Linked DNA regions of Sus scrofa: region 1 is linked to region 2. Evidence: chromatin contacts called from public Hi-C data. All regions are on one chromosome and are shown on one strand. Each heading gives the region's core, a stretch centred on a gene start, on an enhancer-like site or on the middle of the called end of the contact. The rest is flanking DNA. Distances are from core to core; before and after follow the strand shown.

The links. A called contact is a pair of places that touch in the nucleus more often than the background predicts.
Region 1: a Hi-C map of liver shows a contact between it and region 2, with 2.9 times the contacts expected there. The contact joins the enhancer-like site here to the promoter of PGLYRP1 in region 2. A contact is called at or near these places in 1 of 5 promoter capture datasets (fetal liver) and 13 of 47 Hi-C or Micro-C datasets (alveolar macrophages, blood, brain and 9 more).

Annotation. Positions count from the first base shown.
Region 1 is chr6:52,390,100-52,396,017 of Sscrofa11.1, reverse strand. It overlaps LOC100513542 (serine/threonine-protein phosphatase 5), which reads right to left. Exons shown (of 13, transcript XM_003127234.6): 3 at 3,148-3,295; 4 at 2,334-2,455. Among named protein-coding and RNA genes, the nearest start is that of PNMA8A, 36 kb to the left of the region's middle. Within about 2 kb of position 4,442, at least 17 of the 83 cell types and tissues checked have an H3K27ac peak or open chromatin away from gene starts, as enhancers often do. A contact at or near this core is called in fetal liver, liver and omental adipose tissue, where this site is marked.
Region 2 is chr6:52,318,159-52,323,838 of Sscrofa11.1, reverse strand. PGLYRP1 (peptidoglycan recognition protein 1) reads left to right here and starts at 1,335. Exons shown (of 3, transcript NM_001001260.1): 1 at 1,335-1,630; 2 at 4,382-4,503; 3 at 5,045-5,295. The coding sequence starts at 1,347. The coding sequence ends at 5,223. MIR769 (microRNA 769) reads right to left here and starts at 5,510; the gene lies at 5,431-5,510.

The DNA.
Region 1 (5,918 bases), core at 3,193-5,692, 69 kb before region 2:
CAGCTACAGCTCCAATTCAGCTGCTAGCCTGGGAATCTACATATGCTGCAGGTGCGGCCCTAAGAAAAAAGACAAAAAAGAAAAAAGAAACTCTCAGGCTGAATCCAGATGTGTAACATTTTATAAAACAACTGGCTTGGAAATATCTAAATATCAGCGTCACAAAAGAATTTTGCAAAAACAGAGTTCCCGTCATGGCACAGCGGTTAATAAATAAGACTAGGCGGGTTCGATCCCTGGCCTTGCTCAGTGGGTTAAGGATCTGGTGTTGCCGTGAGCTGTGGTGTAAGTTGCAGATGCGGCTCGGATCCCGCGTTGCTGTGGCTCTGGCGTAGGCCGGTGGCTACGGCTCCAAATGGACCCCTAGCCTGGGAACCTCCATATGCCACAGGAGCGGCCCAAGAAATAGCAAAAAAGACAAAAAAAAAAAAAAAAAAAAAAAAAAAGAATTTTGCAAAAAGGTATGAGACTGACTATTCTAGATGGAAAGAGGTAAAAAATGCAGGTCCTATGCAGTAATTGATTCTTGGATTCTGCATTTTAAAAAAAACAGCTAAACTCACGTTGCAACAGAACAAAGGGTGGGGGAAAAAATGTAATTGTAATGTATACATGTAAGGATAGCTTAATCCCCTTGCTGTACAGTGGGAAAATAAAATTAAAAATAAATAAATAAATAAAAATAAAAATAAAAAAACAGCTAAAATGATGTTTTGAAAAATAACTGGGGGAAATTAAAATATTCGCCTGGCAACACAGATAGTGCCCGTTCTCAGTGATTGAAGATGACCTTGACAATGTCATGTGCATCTGACAGTGTCTGCGGGTCTTATGGTCGGCCTGGGGCTGTCCGCCTTAGCTGGTATTACTGTATCCAAGCTAAAGTTCTGCGGTGGGATGACTAAGTTACAGTCAAGCAAGAGAATGTCCTGTTTTTAGGGGATTCAGGTTATGATGCAACTTATTCTCGAGTGGTTGGGCGAAAGTAAAAAGGGTGTGCGTGACACACACGCATATACATGTATACACAGAAGGCGTCAAAATGTGAACAGTTAGTGAATCTAGGTGAAGAGGGTACAGATGTTTACAGAACTGTTCTTTTGACTTTTCTGTAGATTTGACACGTTTCTACATAAAACGTTAGGACAACAAAGTGTTAAAGTCAAGTAGATGGCCACTGCTGGTCAGAACACGGAAAGTTATCGAAGATAGTCCCTCTGGCCCATGAGGAGAAAGAGCCAAAGGGACAAAAAACCACAAACAAACCCAAACACCAAAAACAAATTAACAAACAAACACTCTGAAACACATCTGAGTCAAGGATGCAAAGAGGTCTGAATTACTCGAATGGGGACAGTGAGGGTTCCCAGGAAAAAGGGACTGTGACTGTCTCCCTCGGGGCAGCTGGCATGACAAAGCCCCAAGCAGCCCCTGATGCAGGCCTGTGCCCTCGCCCACCGATTCTCTCCACGGCCACGCGGGCACGAGGCGGCGTGGTGGAGAGAGGCCTTCTGAGGCACAAAAGTGGGGGCGAGACTAGAGAGCGGAAAACTCACCAGCCACCCCAAAATCTGGCAGCAGGTCTGTAGAGGGGGAAAAAAAAAAAAAATGTAGCGTTTTCCTACAGTTTCAAAAGCTGGAGACTTGACAGCGCAAAGACATGCCCAGGATTTTGGCAGGGCTGAGATCCCAAGCCCTGCTGACAGGAGCGTCCTGATTCACTCTGAAAAAAATCTGAAGCCAGCCGTGAACAAAGGCCAAGAAGAGCTGCCCCTCGACTGCCGACGAGAGGGACACAGCCCTGCCACTAGCAGCCCGACAGAACCAGGTCCTGCCATGATGTGCAGAAAAACGTTATTTGCCTTGGTCGCTACTGTTTTTTTTGGTCGTGGCCACGGCACATGGAAGTGACCTGAGCCACTGCAGTGATGATGCCGGATCCTTAACCCACTGCCACAAGAGAACTACTGTTCTTTTACACAAAATGTCTGGCATACAATAAAAAATTTAAAGACACAAAAAGCCGACAATGGAAGCAGACCGCGAGATGACCCAGATGGTGGAATATCCAGACAGAGACTTGAAAATAACCATGAAAAATGTGTTAAAGGCTCTAGCAGGAAAGGCAAATGACATGCACGAGCATATGTGGCAGAGAGATGAAAGCGGTCTTCAAAAATAAGCCAGTGGAAACGCTAGAAGTAAAGGATTCCTTTGCATGGCGCCTGGCGCGCCCCGGGCTCAGCAAGCGCGGGCCACCGGGACCCCCGTCCTGGAGTGGCCCTCTGCGGTGGGCTTCAGGCACAGCTGGGCAGCCCCCGCCGGGGCGTTACCTGGTAGGCGCACTTCCGGTGCAGTTTCTTCTGGTCCTTGTACCACTGCATGAGCTCCTTCATGAAGGTGGCTGTCACTCGGCCGTCCTCCAGCTTGGGCCCGCTGTACTCATCCTCGATGGCTGGTGTGTGAATGGGGGGACCAGAGTCAGTGGCCACGGCCACTGGGAGGGTGGGAAGTGGGGCCGGGCTCCCAGGCACGGGGCAGACACGGCTCTGGACACACAGGTTGAGAGGGGGACGGAGTGAGAGAAGCGTCCTCCCCTGGCCGGGGCCTCTCATGGCCGCTCCTTCCGCTCAGGTCAGCTCCCAGGCCCTCTCGGTGCCCTCCCCGTCTACCGCGGCCCCTCCCTGCCAGGACGTGACCGCGCTCAGCACTGTGAGCTGACGAGTCCATCCTCTCCCCACCGGGACACCAGCCCCTCGAGGGCAGGGACAGGTCTGTCCACAGCTGCATCCCCAGGGCCTACACCAGCGTCTGGCACCCAGGAGGTGCCCAACAGTCATCTGCGGAATGAATGACTCATCTGAGTGCCTAGGGGACCTAAGGACAAATCAGACATGGAAGGTCCACAACAGGTGGGTGCAGCTGTGGGTGGCAGGGTGGGCAGTACAGCAGGGAAGCTCGCTGGACCTGGGGGCCTGCAGCCCCAGCTCTGGACTGTGGAGTCCCCAGGTGCGCAGGCAGAGGAGCAACAGACGGTGCGTGAGCCCCACGGCCCCCAGGCCCCAGCATGCAGGGGAATGGAAGGTCCAGGCCAGGATGTGCAATGTTCTGGGTAGGGCACGGAGAGCGCACCCAGACCCTACTCACTCATGCTCTCGATGTCGAGTGAGTCCACGACGGAGCGCTTGTGCTCATCACCTGCAATGGCCCGCTCGAAGGCTTTCTGCTTCACGATCTTGTTGCATTCCTGGTACTTCATCTTGGCGTCCTTGTCGTGGGGCTTCACCTTCACCACCTGGGTGTGTGGGTGGGTGAGAGGGGAAGGAAGGGAACAGGTATCAACGCCCAGGCCGAGGTCGGGCAAAGGAGCCTCAAGGAGACAGACGCCATGGCCATCTTTGGCCTGCCTGGCCCCAGGCTCCACCAACGTGGAGCAGAGTGGCTGGGCCACCGGGTACCAGGGATACAAGCTTGGGCTCAGCCTCTAGGCCTCGGTTTCTGCACCCCCAAAGTGGGCCTGACGGAGCTGCCAACACAGGGCTGCTGAGAAGGTAAACATGTTAACCCACACAGACACTCATAATAAATCTCAGCTCTGACCACCATCAACTGGCCACTGGAGGCACGCGTCCAGCTCCAGCTTCCTCGCTGGAACCAGGGTGGGCCGAGGCACAGTTCATGATGTTATTTCCAAGGTGGGTGGGATTGAGAGGAAAGCAGGGGCTGATCCAAAGTCTCTGTTAACAGCCCAGACTCATCTGAAGAGGCAATGACTTGCCGGGGAACCTGGACTCCATGATCCTCAGTTTTCTCATCCACAAAATGCAGACACGACAGGCTCCACCTGCCAGGGCTGTTGGGAGGCTAAGTAATGAACACAGGGCCTGGCGGGCAGCCTGGGTGGGCGAGCAGCAGCCGGCACCCAGTGGTGGCAAGGCCCTCATTCAACTTTGGGCTTTGCGGGAGGTGGGGAGGGACCCAGGGCAAATGAGCCCCTGAGTTTTCTCTTCTGAAGGAAGGTAGAGACTGGGTCACAGATCCAGGACTCGTGGGTTCCAATCTCAGCTCTGCAATCATCAGGAGCGTGACCTGGGCAATGAGTTTGCCTGCGACCCCGTCCCCCTCAGCGGGCAGCTGAGAGGACTGAGTGAGTGCACGCAGCGGGGCCGGGCAAGAGTCAACTCCACATGCTCACATGCTGCCCTCCTCGGCCGCCATTCATAGGCTGCTGTGCGGATTAAATGAGATCACACGCACTGAGCCCCAGACCTCAGGACACGCTTAGTTCTCAGTAAAAGGAGCCGGCGCTGTCCCTCCCTTCTACGTTGCTTCCTACAAACTCTACTCCTCCAAGCTCAGAAGCAGGCAGGCCTGCACGCAGAGCCCGGCTCTGCCCCTCACTTGCTGTGTGACCTTGGGCAAGTGAGTTCACTCCGAGACGCCCTTTAGCTACTGTCAGTGCGATTAGGAGTGGACCCTGGCTGACCTGCCCATCCTGCTGGCCTCCCTAGGTGTGGGCCCCCTCAGCTCCTGCTCCCCACAGCGGGCAGGAAGGGCTGCCAGGGCTGCCATGTCCCTGGTGGAAAGAGACCACCAGAAAGGGTCAGAAGCCCGGACAAAGGCACTTGCTGATCCCCGAGGGTCAATGGGGCTCCCCCACCCCCCAGAATGGGTATGCAGGCCAGGTGGGGTGGCAGGGAGCTGGGTCTGGGCAGGCTCAGGCTAGGGCACCCTGCCAGGCAGCTCCACCTGGGGTGGGGGCACCGTGCCAGGCTTAGGAGAAAAGCAGCACCAGGCATTCCCTGGAGTCCTTCCCAACGAGGAGAGGTTATAGTCCACACCCCAGGATAAAGTCCAAGCCACCCTCTGTTTGCTCAGCACTACCAGCCAGACCAAACTCACAAGTCCCCAAAGGGGCCAGCTCCCGCTCACCTCCAGGCCTCGTACAGGCTTGGCCCAGAGCACACTTCCACCTCCAGCTCCTTTCTAGCTCCTGCTCCTCTTCCGGCTCTCAGCTCCCTCATGTGCAACCACTGCCCCCATCCGCCAGGCTGCGTCAGGTACCCCCTCGGGGCTCCCCAGCAGGCCGAGTACTGCAGGAACCTGCCTCCCCACTGGAAGGTGGCTGGGAGGCGGGAGCTGAGGCTGAGTCCCAGATGTCAACAAACGTCCTGACTGGACAAGGACGACCCCGCCACCCCAAGCATCTCCTCTGAGCCCCTGCCGGGTTCTCAGACAACACTACGCTGCCGGGACTAAAGGAGCTGGGGCAGTAACAGCAGCGGCAAGCGTACCCAGTGCAGTGCTTACTATGCGTCTGAGGGTGTAAGCAACTGCCCTGCTCACTTGATCGTCAGAGCAGCGCTACGTGGTGTGATCACAATCTCCACTGGACAGATAAGGAAACTGAGGCCCAGAGAGGCAAAGACACTGATCTAAGAAGCCAGCGTTTGGTTCTCTCCCTGCATAAGATTGTGACTCCCGCCATGCACGCTGGGACGTGCTCACCTCCCTACTCTCGGCCATCGTCCCCACAGCGCCCTGCACCCCTTCAGGGAGACGCTGGTCATGGTCAGAGTGCAGGCAGCCCCACCTCTCTGGCCTCCCTCAGCATCTAGAAAGCAAGGAGGGTGCCAGCAATCCTGGGGTGGGGGGGGTAATGTGACAACTTAACATCGGGCCCCGGAGTTCCTGTCGTGGCGTAGCAGAGATGAATCCAACTAGAAACCATGAGGTTGCAGGTTCGATCCCTGGCCTTGCTCAGTGGGTGAAGGATCCGGCATTGCCGTGAGCTGTGGTGTAGGTCGCAGATGTGGCTCGGATCTGACGTTGCTATGGCTGTGGCGTAGGCCGGCGGCTATAGCTCTGATTAGACCCCTAGCCTGGGAACCTCCATATGCTGCAGGAGCGGCCCTAGA
Region 2 (5,680 bases), core at 86-2,585:
AAGGCAAACAACCCACTTTTTTAGTGGGCAATGGAGATTAATGCGCGATTGACAAGAGGCAAATCCGAATGCGCAGCAAATAGAAAAATACTCAATCTCCTGAGTGGTCATAAAATTGCCAATTAAAGTCCCAGGAGTTCCTGTTGTGGTGCAGTGGGTTCAGAACTCGACTGTCTGCAGTGGCTCAGGTTGCTGGGAAGATGTGGGTTCAATCCCTGGCCAGTGCAATGGGTTAAAGGATCCAGCATTGCCCCTGCTAGTAGTGCAATGGGTTAAAGGATCCAGCATTGCCCCTGCTAGTTTGGATTCAATCCCTGCCCCCAGGAACTTCCATATGTCCCAGTGGTGCTTATGTGGAGCTATGAATGAATCAGACATCTTCTAAGGAATCAACTTATGAGTTAGGTGCTTTATATTATCAGCCCACTTTGCATATGGGGAAAACTGAGGCACAGAAAGGTTAAGTCAATTGCCTAAGATCACACACTGGAACGTCACCAAAATTTTTTTTTTGTTGTCTTTTTTTTTTTGCTATTTCTTTGGGCCGCTCCCACTGCATATGGAGGTTCCCAGGCTAGGGGTCGAATCGGAGCTGTAGCCACTGACCTACGCCAGAGCCACAGCAACGCGGGATCCGAACCGCGTCTGCAACCTACACCACAGCTCACGGCAACGCCGGATCGTTAACCCACTGAGCAAGGGCAGGGACCGAACCCGCAACCTCATGGTTCCTAGTCGGATTCGTTAACCACTGCGCCACGACGGGAACGCCCCAAAATTTAAATGCAGGCAACCTGGCTCTGAATTTGGGCTCTGAATCAGGCTCCACTACCTCCCACGGGTCAGCAACATGACTAGTCCTCTTCCCGCCTCAGTTTACTCAACTGTGAAATGGGCTTCCCAATACTCAGTTCAGTTTGTTGTGAGGGTTAAGTAACATTGGGCTTAGGCCTGGGCTAAGTGTTTTTTAAAATGGGAGCCTTTGTTTCTTCAGTCCTGGCAAGAAGAAGGGAGAAGGCCAGGGGCCCCTCTCCTTCCCTTTTTAAGTTCCTGGTGAGCCGTCCAATGCTCCACTGAGAGGGCAGGGCAGAGATCCAGACCCTGGCTCTTCCAAAAACCACTGGGCAGAGTGCCCACCCCCACCTCCGCGGGGTCAGGACCCCGCCTCTCCTCTCCCGGACTTGACCACACCTCACTCTGTTGCGGCCGGGACCAGAAAAGGAAGCGATCTGGGGTCCCACCGGGAAGTCCCTGGGGGTGTGATGCAAGCCCTTCCCCCACCAACCCCGCAGATAAAGGCACAGGGCCAGCCTCGAGCTGCCAGGCGCCTGTGCGCCCTGCCCGCCATGGCCCGCAGCTGCGCGCTGCTCTCCTGGGCCCTCCTCGCCCTCTTCGCCCTCCTCGGGGCTGCTGGGGGAGGTCCGGCAAACTGCATCCCCATTGTGTCCCGCAGAGAGTGGGGGGCCCTGGCGTCCGAGTGCTCTGCGAACCTGAGACGGCCAGTGCGCTACGTGGTGGTATCGCACACGGCGGGCAGCACCTGCGATAACCCGGCCTCATGCCGGCGTCAGGTCCAGAACGTGCAGCACTACCACGTGCGGACGCTGCACTGGTGCGACGTGGGCTACAAGTGAGTGCAGAGCTGGGGCAAACGCTGGATCCACGACTGCGGGGGGCGGGTGCGCGCGGGGCCGGGAGACCGGGTGATGGGGCTCTAGAACCTCCAGGCCGACACCCCCTGGCGCCTTACTCAACGCGCAGCATCCTCGTTTTCCCCCAGGGTCGCGGCTTAGAGCTGGGTGCGTGCAGGCAGCGCGAAGATGCTTAGGAGGAGGGGAAGTGCTGAAGTCCGAGCTCTGCCCCCCGGAGGTAGGGTCAGACTTTGCCAACACCAGGAAGGTGTCCTGTGCACTAGAGTCCCAGGGCCTGGTGAAGCACGGGGCGGGGCTCCAGTCCCAGCTCTTCTGGCTGCTGGCTGAGCGCTGGGGCAGGCGGTCACCCTCTCTCAGCTTCAGTTTCATCTTCCTCCTCTAAAAGTCAATGGGATCGTGGCCTACTCCATCACTAAGCCAGCAGATAACGTGCAAAACGCTCAGGACACCGCCTGGCTTGGAATGGGAGTCCCCAAACTTATGGACTACTGGCACCTACTACTATATGCCAGGCTGGGCGCAGATGCTGGATGTGGACACATGAACAGGGCGAATCCAGCCCAAAGGGAGTTAAAGACCAGCAGGGAGCAAGGTCAGCAAGATGCATTCCGATGGTGATAGAAGCGATGGAGAAAAGGAACAGGGTGATGGACACGGCTCCGGTCTATGGGAGCTGAAGACGGAGTGTAGTAAGCTGTGGTAAAGCATAGGTAAAGGCTAGGAGGCTGAGTGAGTGGGTCCTGCCTGTGGGACAGAGGTCACGGGGCTGGAGATAGCTGGGAAGAATGACATGAAATGAGGAGGAAGGAGTTGGCAGGGGCCAGATCGCACAGGGGCTTGAGGCCCAGGGGGAGGACTTCGATTCTAACACCGGAGCGATGGGACGATGTGAGCCTGCTTGGGTGAGGAGCTCCCTCTGGCGGCCGTGTGGAGAACAGACTGTAGCGGGTGGCGGCGCGGGGTGGACCGGAGAGCAGAAACAGGGGCGGCGATTGGTTAGATCTGCTTCTGGGCCACGCCCACCAGCTCTCGTCCAAGGTAATAGGCTAGGGTCCTGCACAAGGGTTTCTGCAGCGAAAGAGATTTGGACTCTAGGGTTCTCAGGCCCCGATAAGCACCAGAATCACCTCACTGGAAATGTATGTTCCCAGGCCACATCCTTCGAGACTGCTTCAGTAAGGCTGGGGGAGGCCGGGAAATCTGAGGACCTCACTCAGAGAACTCTAGAAGCCTTCAAAGGTATCCCTAGCTCTTCTGGCTCAAGATTTTTATAATTCAAAGGCTCCAACTTCAAAGTTTTGTTTCTAAGGTCAGGCGCTCCAATTCTAAGTGTTTCCCTGAAGGAATGAAGCAGCCTCTGGATCTAAATCACTTTCTAGGAAAGCAGATTGGAGTCTGTTTCTTAGATTTTAGGATTCGAGTGTTTTGAATGGCCCTTCCATGTTGCATCTTGTTCAGAGCTTCAGTTTTTTCCCCTGTAAAATGGGGCTCCTGACCACACCCACCTGGTGGTGGGATTTGAGGCTTGAGACGCAGCCACTGAGCAAATATATATATATATATATATTTTTTTTTTTGCCTTTTTAGGGCTGCACATGCAGCATATGGAGTTTCCCAGGTGAGGGGTCAAACCGAAGCTGTAGCCGCTGGCCTACAGCACAGCCACAACAACACCAGATCCAAGTAGCATCTGTGACCTACACCACAGCTCATGCCAACACCGGATCCCTAACCCACTGACTGAGGCCAGGAACTGAACTTGTGTCCTCATGGATACTAGTCAGATCCATTTCCCCCAGCCACGACAGGAACTCCCATTGAGCAAACATAGAGAGTATCAACTGTTTGTGTCAGGTGCTGCGGCTGTGACAGGGCCGTTACCACCTGGGGCCAGTATCACTATGGTATTTCTGGTCTCTTTAGTCCAGGATCTGCCTCCCAGTGGTTGATTCAGGACCCAATATTAGAAGTTAGCACATTCTATGCATCATCGGTGACCCTGTGAGCCAGGGGTCTGTGGTGGCAAATGACACATCTCCAAAATGCCGATCTAGTTAATTCCAATGTTGGAAATCAAACTCGCTCCATCAAGACATGTCGAATGAGTGAGTCTGAAGGATCTGCTGACAGAACTGGAAATCTCAAGAGGCAGATGCTGGGGCTCCATGGTCTGAGTCTGGTTGCAGTGCCAACCTTGATCCTGTCACTCAAGTGGACCCCAGCAGGGAAGAAGAAGCAGGAAGCAGGCCGGGGAAAGGGCAGAAGAGCTTCTCAGTGGAGAGTTCTGGGAAACATTAACCTCCAGAACATGACCTTGGATAAATAACCTCTAGGCCTCTGCTTCCTCAGCTTCAAGTGGGGATGACAACAGTGCCTGTCTCGGGGACTGCACAGGATTCAGCAAATCGAGAGCTCTAGGGCGGCAGGAGAGGGCAAGGAATCAGACCATATGGGTGGGGGTCACAGGGGAAATCTATGCGAAAATCCTGGCTCTGCCCCTGACCACTGTGACCTCAGGCAGGTGTTGCCACCTCTCTGATTATCTACAGAATGGGGGCAGCGGTGGCTCCCGGGCTTGCTGTGAGGATGAAAAGAGGTGAATGCAGAGCTGTGCTTGACCAATGGCAAGGGCCACGTTCATTGTTATGACTGTGGAAGACTGGGGGGGAGGGAGTCCTCCTCCAGGAAGGCCTCGGTCACTCATCCAGCCCACCCTCCCACCCATACAGCTTCCTGATCGGAGAAGACGGGCTTGTGTATGAAGGCCGGGGCTGGAACACCGTGGGCGCCCACTCAGGTCCCACATGGAACCCCCTGTCTCTGGGCATCTCCTTCATGGGCAACTACATGAGTAAGTGACTGTCCAGTCATCAGCTGAGGGGCTGACTCGGTGCCTGGGGGAAAGCGCGGCACGGTGTGCAGTCACCGAAAGACTCGGCCCCCTGCAAACTCGGAGGCCTAAGGCAAGTGACTCTGCTTCTCAGAGGCTTGTTTCCACCCTTGGATAAAGACCATTTTCAACCAGTTTCAGGGAAGATGAGTTCATCTCTAGAAGCGTTCTTGGGCCAGTCCATGACACCTAAGAAGTGCTTGATAAATGGCAACTACGGCTGTGGGTCGGACGGGGAGGTCTGGGGGGGCAGAGGAGAGCGAATAGGCAATGATCCTGGCAGCCGGCACTTGCTGAGGGCTTGGTCTGTACATAAAGTAACTCATCTGATCATCCCACAGCCCTCTGGGCAGGTGCCATCACTCTCCCCTTTCAGAGATGAGGAAACTGAGGCAAAGAGAGATGAAGTCACTGTTTGGCAGGGGGCCAGCTCGGTGCACCCCACGCCCCCTCTGCCCTTGGAGGGAGCCCCCGACTAATTCCTGCCTCTTACCTCCCCCAGATCGGGTGCCCCCGGCCCGTGCCATCAGGGCGGCCCAGAGTCTGCTGGCTTGTGGGGTGGCTCTGGGAGTCCTGAGGCCCAACTACGAGGTCAAAGGACACCGGGATGTGCAGCCAACGCTTTCTCCAGGTGACCAGCTGTACGAAATCATCCAGAAATGGCCACACTACCGCGCCTGAGCCCCGCTCCTCACACTGCTTCCCACCCCCACCCAACCCATCAGAAGTCCTGGCGGCCTCCCCCTCGCCTCAATAAATGCAAAGCTCAAAGTGTATTCGGGTCTCACCATCCGCCTCCCCGCCCTCTCTCCCACAAGACCCCCAGCCGTCCCACACCCCACCTCCCAGCACTCTGTCCTCGCTGGTGCTCAGAACCCAGAGGCCCCGACCCTGAACCAAGACCCCAGAGATCCCAGCTTGGAAGCAACATCACAGCTCAGAACCCAGAGGTCTCAGGTCAGAGCGCAGGAATTGGCGCCAAGTCGGCCGAGATGTCACCACCAGCAGCTCAGGAGTGCTCGCCTCTCTGCAGTGAACCACGCTGCAAGATGCCCCCTCTCTACTGCCAAAGACATCCTGCGCAGCATCGCTGCTGGACCCCTTTGGGGACGAGCTGCTCACACCCACCCCTCAGGTA